Linked DNA regions of Gossypium hirsutum: all the other regions are linked to region 2. The links are chromatin contacts, called in public Hi-C maps. All regions are on one chromosome and are shown on one strand. Each heading gives the region's core, a stretch centred on a gene start, on an enhancer-like site or on the middle of the called end of the contact. The rest is flanking DNA. Distances are from core to core; before and after follow the strand shown. Region 1 holds the start of LOC107886577. Region 2 holds the start of LOC107886611. Region 3 holds the start of LOC107886604 (transcription factor PAR1).

Evidence for each region. A called contact is a pair of places that touch in the nucleus more often than the background predicts.
Region 1: a contact with region 2 is called in a Hi-C map of leaf, with 2.2 times the contacts expected there. The contact joins the promoter of LOC107886577 here to the promoter of LOC107886611 in region 2. A contact is called at or near these places in 3 of 34 Hi-C or Micro-C datasets (all in leaf).
Region 3: a Hi-C map of leaf shows a contact between it and region 2, with 2.3 times the contacts expected there. The contact joins the promoter of LOC107886604 here to the promoter of LOC107886611 in region 2. A contact is called at or near these places in 3 of 34 Hi-C or Micro-C datasets (callus and leaf).

The regions. Positions count from the first base shown.
Region 1 is chrA03:99,328,156-99,331,049 of Gossypium_hirsutum_v2.1, forward strand. LOC107886577 reads right to left here and starts at 1,465. Exons shown (of 4, transcript XM_016810578.2): 1 at 567-1,465; 2 at 293-445; 3 at 123-214; 4 at 1-19. The coding sequence starts at 1,340.
Region 2 is chrA03:99,621,251-99,623,994 of Gossypium_hirsutum_v2.1, forward strand. LOC107886611 reads right to left here and starts at 1,387. Exons shown (of 3, transcript XM_016810636.2): 1 at 1-1,387. The coding sequence starts at 616.
Region 3 is chrA03:99,971,269-99,974,131 of Gossypium_hirsutum_v2.1, forward strand. LOC107886604 (transcription factor PAR1) reads right to left here and starts at 1,612. Exons shown (of 1, transcript XM_016810622.2): 1 at 1,019-1,612. The coding sequence starts at 1,447. The coding sequence ends at 1,181.

The DNA.
Region 1 (2,894 bases), core at 215-2,714, 290 kb before region 2:
GCTTAAGTTGGAAAACATCCTGCAATCACCAGCCAAAGTATATAAACTCAAAAATTATTAAACATACAACAAAATTGGAAAGAACAAAAAAAAAAAAAACTAAAGGAAAGGAAAGGACATACTTGAGAGAGCGAACTAGATTCTCTGTGGCAGTGACATCTCTTAGTGCTTGAAGAGCAATCTTCTGAGCCGTTTGTCGTTGCTGAACAGCTTCCTGTTGAACCACGAATGTCAAATTTAAGCGAAAACCCTTGACAGAATTGAGTATGGTTAGCATGAGCCTTAAACTCACCTTGCCCAGAATGCCAAGTTTCCCAGGCAAATTCATGGTTAGACTTTTGCTGTTATCGATGGCTGAGTTATTATCAAGCTGAGATTCTGGTTGTTGGGCAGCCGCCACCCTTCCACGCTTTAAACTTGGTGGTGGTGTTGAACTTTTCTTTTCCTGCAATGGCTGAAATTTGAATTGTATAATCAAAGACAAAAAAACACCCTTGAAAAAGTTAATATGGAGAAAAACATGGCAAATTTTTAAATGGAAAAAAAGGGGGAAAAAGTGTACCTACAGCTGAGATGAGAGGACTGTTTGGGATTCTAGGCTCCCGGTCGATGACACTTTTGCTCCTTGGAAACTTTGAAGCCGAGGAAGGTGCAGCACAGCTTTTTCTAAGCAAAGCTGGACTTTCTCCTTTTGTATCCATCATTTTTGCCAACAATCCCCCACCAAAAGAGCACCTTATACCACCACTAACATTTCCATCTTTCCCTACCCTTCTTATCATCGGAGACATCATCGGAGTTCTCACCAGATTAGACCGCTCTTTCACCGGAGTACATTGATCAAAATCTAAAGGTACCGGCTTTAAAACTAAAGGAGAAGAGATCTCATCAGTCCCATTAACACCCTTGCCCCAAGAACCTCTTCTATGTAGCTTAGACTCTTGTTTTTGCTCACTTTTCTCCCCTTTTCTTCTTAAACCCATTAAAGGCTCGGGTGTCCCAACTAAAGGATGCCTTCCAGGGAGGGGCTTTGCACCTTTAACAACAGGAACAGGAGAGCCAGGCTCCAATCTATCAACATAAATGAACTGCCCAAGTTGCATTTTGTTGCTAAGAACAAAATCATCTTGGTCTGAAGGAAGACTAACGTAAATGGAATGCGAAGAATCGGAGACCTTGATGTAAAAGCCATGTTTAGGCCAAAGGTTCTTCTCATCAAGATCAGCCGGCACAATATCAGTGACCTGCAAAAGCGAACTCCTATGTTCACTAGTTGGCTTCACCCCAGTGTTCATCCCATTGAGTAATTTCAGCAAAATCCCAGGTGCCAATGCCGCCATAATCTCTAATCTAACTTCCCTGAATTGAAAAAGATCTCAAGGCATAAAAGAAGTGAAAGAAAGAAGGAGAGTTTGTTTTGGGGGTAGGATAAGACGTTAGCGAACGGTAAGTTTTGAGTTTGGGAAAGCAAAGGTTTTTAAATTTTGGAATTTTTGGAACGTTGGGGCAACGGTCATGTGGTGGGGCGTCTTATCATAATGATTTTTAATTATACAAATTTGGGAAAAAAGTTTTGCTTCCGGATGCTCACCTCACCTGCTTTTGCTAGTGATTTGGCTATTCGCTCAACGCACGCAGCGTTTCATTTAACTCTTGAAATGGACTTGGCTTACAGCTCAAAAGGGCCTTTAAGCCCAGTTCTGTAAATTTGGCTATTTGGTAAACGCACGAGAGCCATGTCACGTGTAACGCTAGTGTATTAATGTACACTTTCTGCCTCATTTACATTTTATAGTTTTGAATATCGAAATTAATAAAAGACTCATTCACATATTTCTCACTTTTATTAATCGATGAATACAACTTTACAACTCTCTATTTTTTCTCAAGTTTCTGATAATAAGTGTATCAGAGTTTTTACTTTCCTTAATTTTAATTATAAAACTTTATCCTTTTCAATTATTTTATAAGTCGGCTAATCACTACTTTCTCCATTAATTTTAAATTTTTTATATCTATTTTCATTATCCAAGGGTTGATTACATTAGCCCTTGAACAATTTTTGCACAAAAATCTCTTATGGTTTGAATATTAGAATCAATAAAAGACTTTCTCTATTTTTGATAACTGTTGAATGCAACTCTCTCCTCCATTTGCTCTTTTCTTTTTTTCTTTAGTTTTTAACAATCTCTTCAAGAGTTTTTATTTTCCTTAATTTTAATTATAGACCCTTATTATCTTCTTTTTTTTTTTATTGAGTCGGTCCATCACTATCTTCCCGATTAATTTATGAGTCATTATATCTAGTTCCATTCTTTAAAAGTTTACTCACAACTTCATTAGTTGTATCGTCTCTTAAATAATCTGGGCTACTTAATTAAAAAAGCCCCTAATTTATTATGGTGTAATGTTAATGTACTAAGCTCCGTTTTATCTTTATTGGTCATTTCACTTATCATTGCTTCTTTATTGATGTATACCTTACCACACTCAATACTATGCTCATGTATTGGAATTTTTATTTGAACAACAGAGAATGGATTTGTATTGGAATTTTTTTTTTGAACAACAGAGAAAAATACAAAAAAACAATCAAAAAATCAAGAAAGGTGATTTATTTTTTTCTTTTATTTATTTTTCGAATTTTTTATGTAATATAAGAAAAACACATAAAATAAAGAGGAAAAGAAGGAACTTACCTGACGATTTGCGTTCCACCATCGAGAGAGGCCGAGGTCGCTATCTCCAATGAAAGATGGCTCTAACAAGAAGTTTTTTAAACTCAAAAATCGAAAGGTTTCTTCGAGATTTCTGCGATTCGGTGGGTTTTTGGGAAAAACCAATCCCAAATTTAGGCTAAGGGAGCCGAAACGACCAAAAAGGGGTTTTTTGTA
Region 2 (2,744 bases), core at 137-2,636:
TGTTGGACTTAGATGATCGGGCCTGTCCCTTTTGAGGCTTAATAATAGGCCAGTTCAGATTGGCTTTATTAAGACTGTTCCCTACAACTTTCCTACCTGTAATCACATTAACATCAGAGTCAATTAATATTCCTTTATTTTTACTTTCCAGTGACGATTTAGGGTTCTTTGTAGATTCTTGCTCCAAGGAACTTATCTCCAAACCTGCCAAAGAATGGAAACGTAATCCCGAATTTTCTTCTTTTTTCAAATTGTTACATTTCTTCGCACCTTCCAAATTTCCACGTCTAGATTTCCACTCCACCAACATCCAAGGCCCATATTTTCCTTTTTCAGTCGTTGCAGTCGCTACAGTAGCCTGCTTCGATGGACCCTCATTCTCGACTGCCCCTATAGACGAAATAGTCAACGAGCATGTTTCATTAGTATGACCGTAACGACCACACTTAAAACACATAACAGGTAATTTTTCATATTCTATTCTTTGCGGATTATCGTTGATGAGAATCCTAGAGATCAAAGGCCTCCCAAAATTAACAAACACTGCGATACGAGCGTATCGTCCCCTTGCCCTACTATCCGTGTTGATATCCAGCTTTGTAATCTTGCCAATCATACTCCCAATTTCCAAGAGAATCTGTCTTTTATACAGGTGACTAGGAAGTCCAGGGAAACGAATTCAAGTTTGGATCAAGTTAGGATAAGGAAGATTGGAGTTAAAGTCGATCGACCATGGCTAGACAGTAAGATAATGGCCGAATATAACCCACGGCCCCTGGGAGAGTACCTGGTCATAATCAATAGAATTCTGAAATTTTGCAAAGAAATAACCATTTTCAATGTTCATTAATTGAACTGGTTTCGACGGTCTCCAAATCCCATAGAGTTTATTTTGTAGTGTTGAAATTCCAATATTCCTGCCCAGCATCTTGAGAATAATCGAAGTAGACATTTCCTTCTCCAGGATCTAGTACACTATATCAAAGAAGTCTATAGAGGGGACACCATCTACAATAGACTTCTTCACATCCTGATTGGAAAGAAAAAAACTATCAGCAGCAAGCTGGACTTCGTTCTTGTGATCCTGGTTGAGATTATCCTTCCCCAATAACTTGTCCTTCCACGACAACGGAGACACTGGTAAAGGATCCACCACCATCACATCCTCCAGGGCCGCATCCGTGTCCTTAAAACGAACTTTCTTTGTATTTGAATCTTCAACAATGGAGATATATTCTCCATTCCCATTCGCAAAGCTAGCAGAAGAAGTCGAGAGCATTTTTCCAACCTTTATTAAAATCTTTTTTTATATTTTTTTATTTTCATCCTCTTGTTATCCTAATATTAAACCCCTATTTTCTCTAAATTATGACTTTGAAGATTTATTAGTAAAAGTAAGTATTATATAAAAAATTAATTAAATTGAACGGGTTGGATTTTATACATTGTAGTTAATCATAACAAGTAGTTTTGATTAATATCAGTTTGTATTGTTGTATACCAACTTACTAATTAACACGATATTTTAATATTTGAAATTAATTTTTATAATTACATAAAAATTTATATATAACCATTTAATTAATTTATTGAAATTAATATATATAACCATTTAATTAATTTATTGAAATTAATTAATAATTTTAAATTTTTATTTGTATATAAATATATTATATGTGTTTATATAATTGTTGAGTAATTTTCTGTGTATCTTATTAAAGGGAATATTCGAGTATTTATACATATTATTACTGTTCATGATTTGACTCCATTGTTCATGGACTTGACCCCACTATTCATAGGATTGATATTTTGAACAGGCATCGGGCATGTTGAACATGTGTATCGTTCTGGGTCGCCTCTTAGGCCTCACGGTCCCCTATGTGTAAACTCTTTGGGTATATCCGAGCTAGGGCCGCGAACTCCTCTCAGCCCATGCGAGCTGATATTGTGAGCTCCCCTAGATGTCTCTTCGTTGTACACCTCACACATCTGATAGAGCTTGGCCGGGACACTGGTAGACGACCCAGATCTTACCTAGGTTTCGTATTGGTGATAATTGGTGTACAGCAATAATATATAAAAAATACCTATAAATTTAAAATAATACACCGAAAGATACCGATAGCACGCATCGCTATCTAAATAAAAACGATACATCTACTTATATAATACTTATTATCTTAATTTCCCAGAAATAAAATCTTCTAACAAAGTCTTTTGGAATTACTCTTGTAAAATTGGCATAAGAAGATTTTTTAATTTTGCCATACTTTTGAAAATATTTGTTAAAAAAAAAACAACACATGATGTTCATTAATAAATAAAATCAAGTTATGTATAACCTAACTTGCTGTTGTGAGCCATATTTATATTTAGGAGTTAGGTTGGTATGCCCAACCAAAAACTTCGAGAGCTAAAAAGTAGATCCAAAACTTCGAGAGCTAAAAAGTAAGATTTTAAAATTATAAATCCACGTGTGTATTAGTACAACTGTGTATTGGATGAGATTGAAAATACTATATTTTAAAAAAATTTACTTAAAAGTCTATTCAATTTGTCCATTTAAAGTTCATTTTCAAATTTATTATTAAAACGCTTATTGTTTATTTAATTATTTATTGCTTTAACACGGGGAAACGTTAAATTTTTGTAAATATTTAAATAATTTCAAATTAAAACAAAGTTAAACATTTATATTTTATTTAATTATTTAGTGCTTTAACACATGTAGACGTTCAATT
Region 3 (2,863 bases), core at 362-2,861, 350 kb after region 2:
TAATTTTTAAACGTAAAATAAAATAATATTTGAAAACACACAATTAAATATTCTTTTGAAAATTTTAAATACTCTTTAGTATATTAACTAAAAATGATCTTAATTCAAATATACAGTGAGAGAGATCAAAATAATAGAAAATGAGAAAAAAAAAGAAAAGAAAAGATTACAATAAACAATTGTCAGAATGAAGCAATTCAGACCAAAAAAAAAACACTTCCTAAAACCCAGCTCGAAACTAAAAGAGAAAGAAGGTTACGTTTTATTTTGAACGTCAGCAGTAAAAATAATAGAAATCAACCTCGTTGCAAATAAAATCCAATTAGCTTAAAATATACCAAACAAGCAAACATAGAACTCTGTTATTAGAAAATAGAAATTTCAATTACTCATCGATGTAGTGGCATCTAAGAAAATATGTCAAAAATAAAACTAAACATAGTTAAGAATTGCATTTAGCAGAGAATCCTTTAAGCAGATAAAGAAAATGAAAAGAACACTTCGTATCAGTGAAGAAAGAGAAATTTATACATTTCCATGAATAATAAATAATGGGTTTACTTTTCTTCTTGTTGAGATTGAATTTAAGAATGAGTTTTGATGTTTTATATTTCGTTTTAGGGAGGGGATTTTGGTTATTTACGTTCTGGAAAGCTAAAAGAAAAAGAAAAAGGAAAGTTAAAAGAAAAGAAAAATTAAAATTATTGGGACTAATTAAAAAAATTCGACATCAACTTATTGTTACACACTTAACAGAAGTTAATGGCTCAATAATTTTGATGTCCACAATGTACTTAAACAAACATAAGTGTAATTTAGTCAACAAACGAGAAAGAAAGAAGGAGCAAAGGCTGGAAATTCCAGCAGATGGGTAGCCCACATGCATGAATTCCAGAGGAAATTAAAACCACCAATATTAACAAACTAAAAGAGAAGAATAAACCAACTTCTTAGGAGAAAACCTTAACCTTCAAATATAATTACTATAAGGAAAAAAAAAAGGAGGAAGAGAGTACATTTGTATATGGCAAGGCAGCAAATGCCATCTAAATTCTATATTATATATAATCTACATAAATATTTGAATATTAATGTCGACTGAATTATTGGAGTCTTTAGTTAACATCGTTCAATCTTTAAATAACTTTTACCTTTACCCTTATAAAAAGAAAAGGAGAGATTAAATTGAGGGTTGGTAAATCTTGGAAAGAGCTTGCAGAAGATTAAGTTGTAAGCGCAAATGCAGTATATAATCTGCCGTCCTCAAGAACAGGCGATCCGGTTGCATCAATTGCCCTCCCGGAATTAGCTTTTGCAACCTTTTGATCTTCATTCTAACTGATCGACCACCGGTGCTGCCTCCGCCACTGCAAGCAGTCCGCCTCCTCCTCATCCTCCATTTCACCATAGAAAACTCTTTGCAGCTCCTTGGCTCCGTATGTTTCATAAGAAAATGTGTATAAATTTCTTAAGCTAAATGGAGAACAAAAACGCAGGGAGGAAGGAAGGAAGTCACTCTTTATTTTCTTGGGTTTGTGTTCAAAGGAATGAAAAGTTATGATTGATGTAACAAAAAAAAAATGGAAGGGGAGAGAGAGGCATGAATGATGGGAAGAAGAGATATAGAAGGGACCATGTGAGCCGAGTCTTGATGTTCCTTTCGGCTCTTACGACATGAATTAAATATTCTCTCTTATTTTCATAAAATATTAAAAATATGTACGCGTATATGTTCCTGTTTTAGTCACACGTTCTCCCTAGTTTGTCGTTTTATGGACGTGGGCTTGCGGTGGGGCCCAATAAATCCCAACCCCATTTTTGCAGATACCATCATTCTGTGCACCACTAATCTTTTATTGAGAATTTAGTTAAACAATCCAACTCTTTTTGCTTTAATAAAGACATTATTGTCTATGAAATGGAAATTCTCTAATAAGTAGAGTTACCCTCGTAACTTTTATTAAAAATATTGGCCCGATAAATCTTTAAGTTCTGAAGTTTTATATTATGAATTTTTAACATAAAGAAAAACAACATTTGTTAATTCAACTTAATAACTCATAAATTGGTTAATTGAACTCAATAATTATATGTACTTGTATGAATGTACATTATTCTATCATTTAACAAAATAGTGTAGTTGAGTTGAGCGAAACTTAAATAGTGGAAAACACAAGTTCAAGCTCAAGTTTGGCTCGAAATTTAAGGCTCGATATTCGATTCAAGTTTAATCAGACATCAATTTTAAACTTGAGCTTTATTAGGCTTGTTTCTTAATTTTTGTACTCAACATCAAACTTTAACTTGAACTTCAACTCAATTAAGCTCGTTCATACTTAAGCTATTTTTATATAATAAGAGTAAAAATGTGATTTCATATATAATATATTAAAATGAAAAGCTCAATTAGAGTCAGAACCATTCAAATTGAATATTACGATGCTCAAATTCAACTTGATTAATAGCTTAAGTTGCTTGAGTGCAAGCTCAACTCGATAATTACCGAATCAAATTTGAGCATTTTATTTGGAGTCAAGCACAAATAGCTTGTGAACATTGGTGTTTTATTTATACCACTACTTCCGCACATTCAACCTGCCATTATTTCCCTATTTCTTTATCATCATATGTGCCATATAGGGTCTAAATGTCAATCTATCTCAAAAAAAAAAATAAAAAATAGTAATGACAATATGTTAAGGGGGAGCTAAGGTTACTTGATGTTATAGCTTCCTCCATTGTGTATGTTTTGTTCAAAAAATTGCTAAAAGGGAAGATTGTTGAAAAATATAGAAATGGCAATAGAGTGCCAAGGGAGTTCTCACTCCTTTACCATTGGAGTTGTTTGAGATAGTTTTCATAT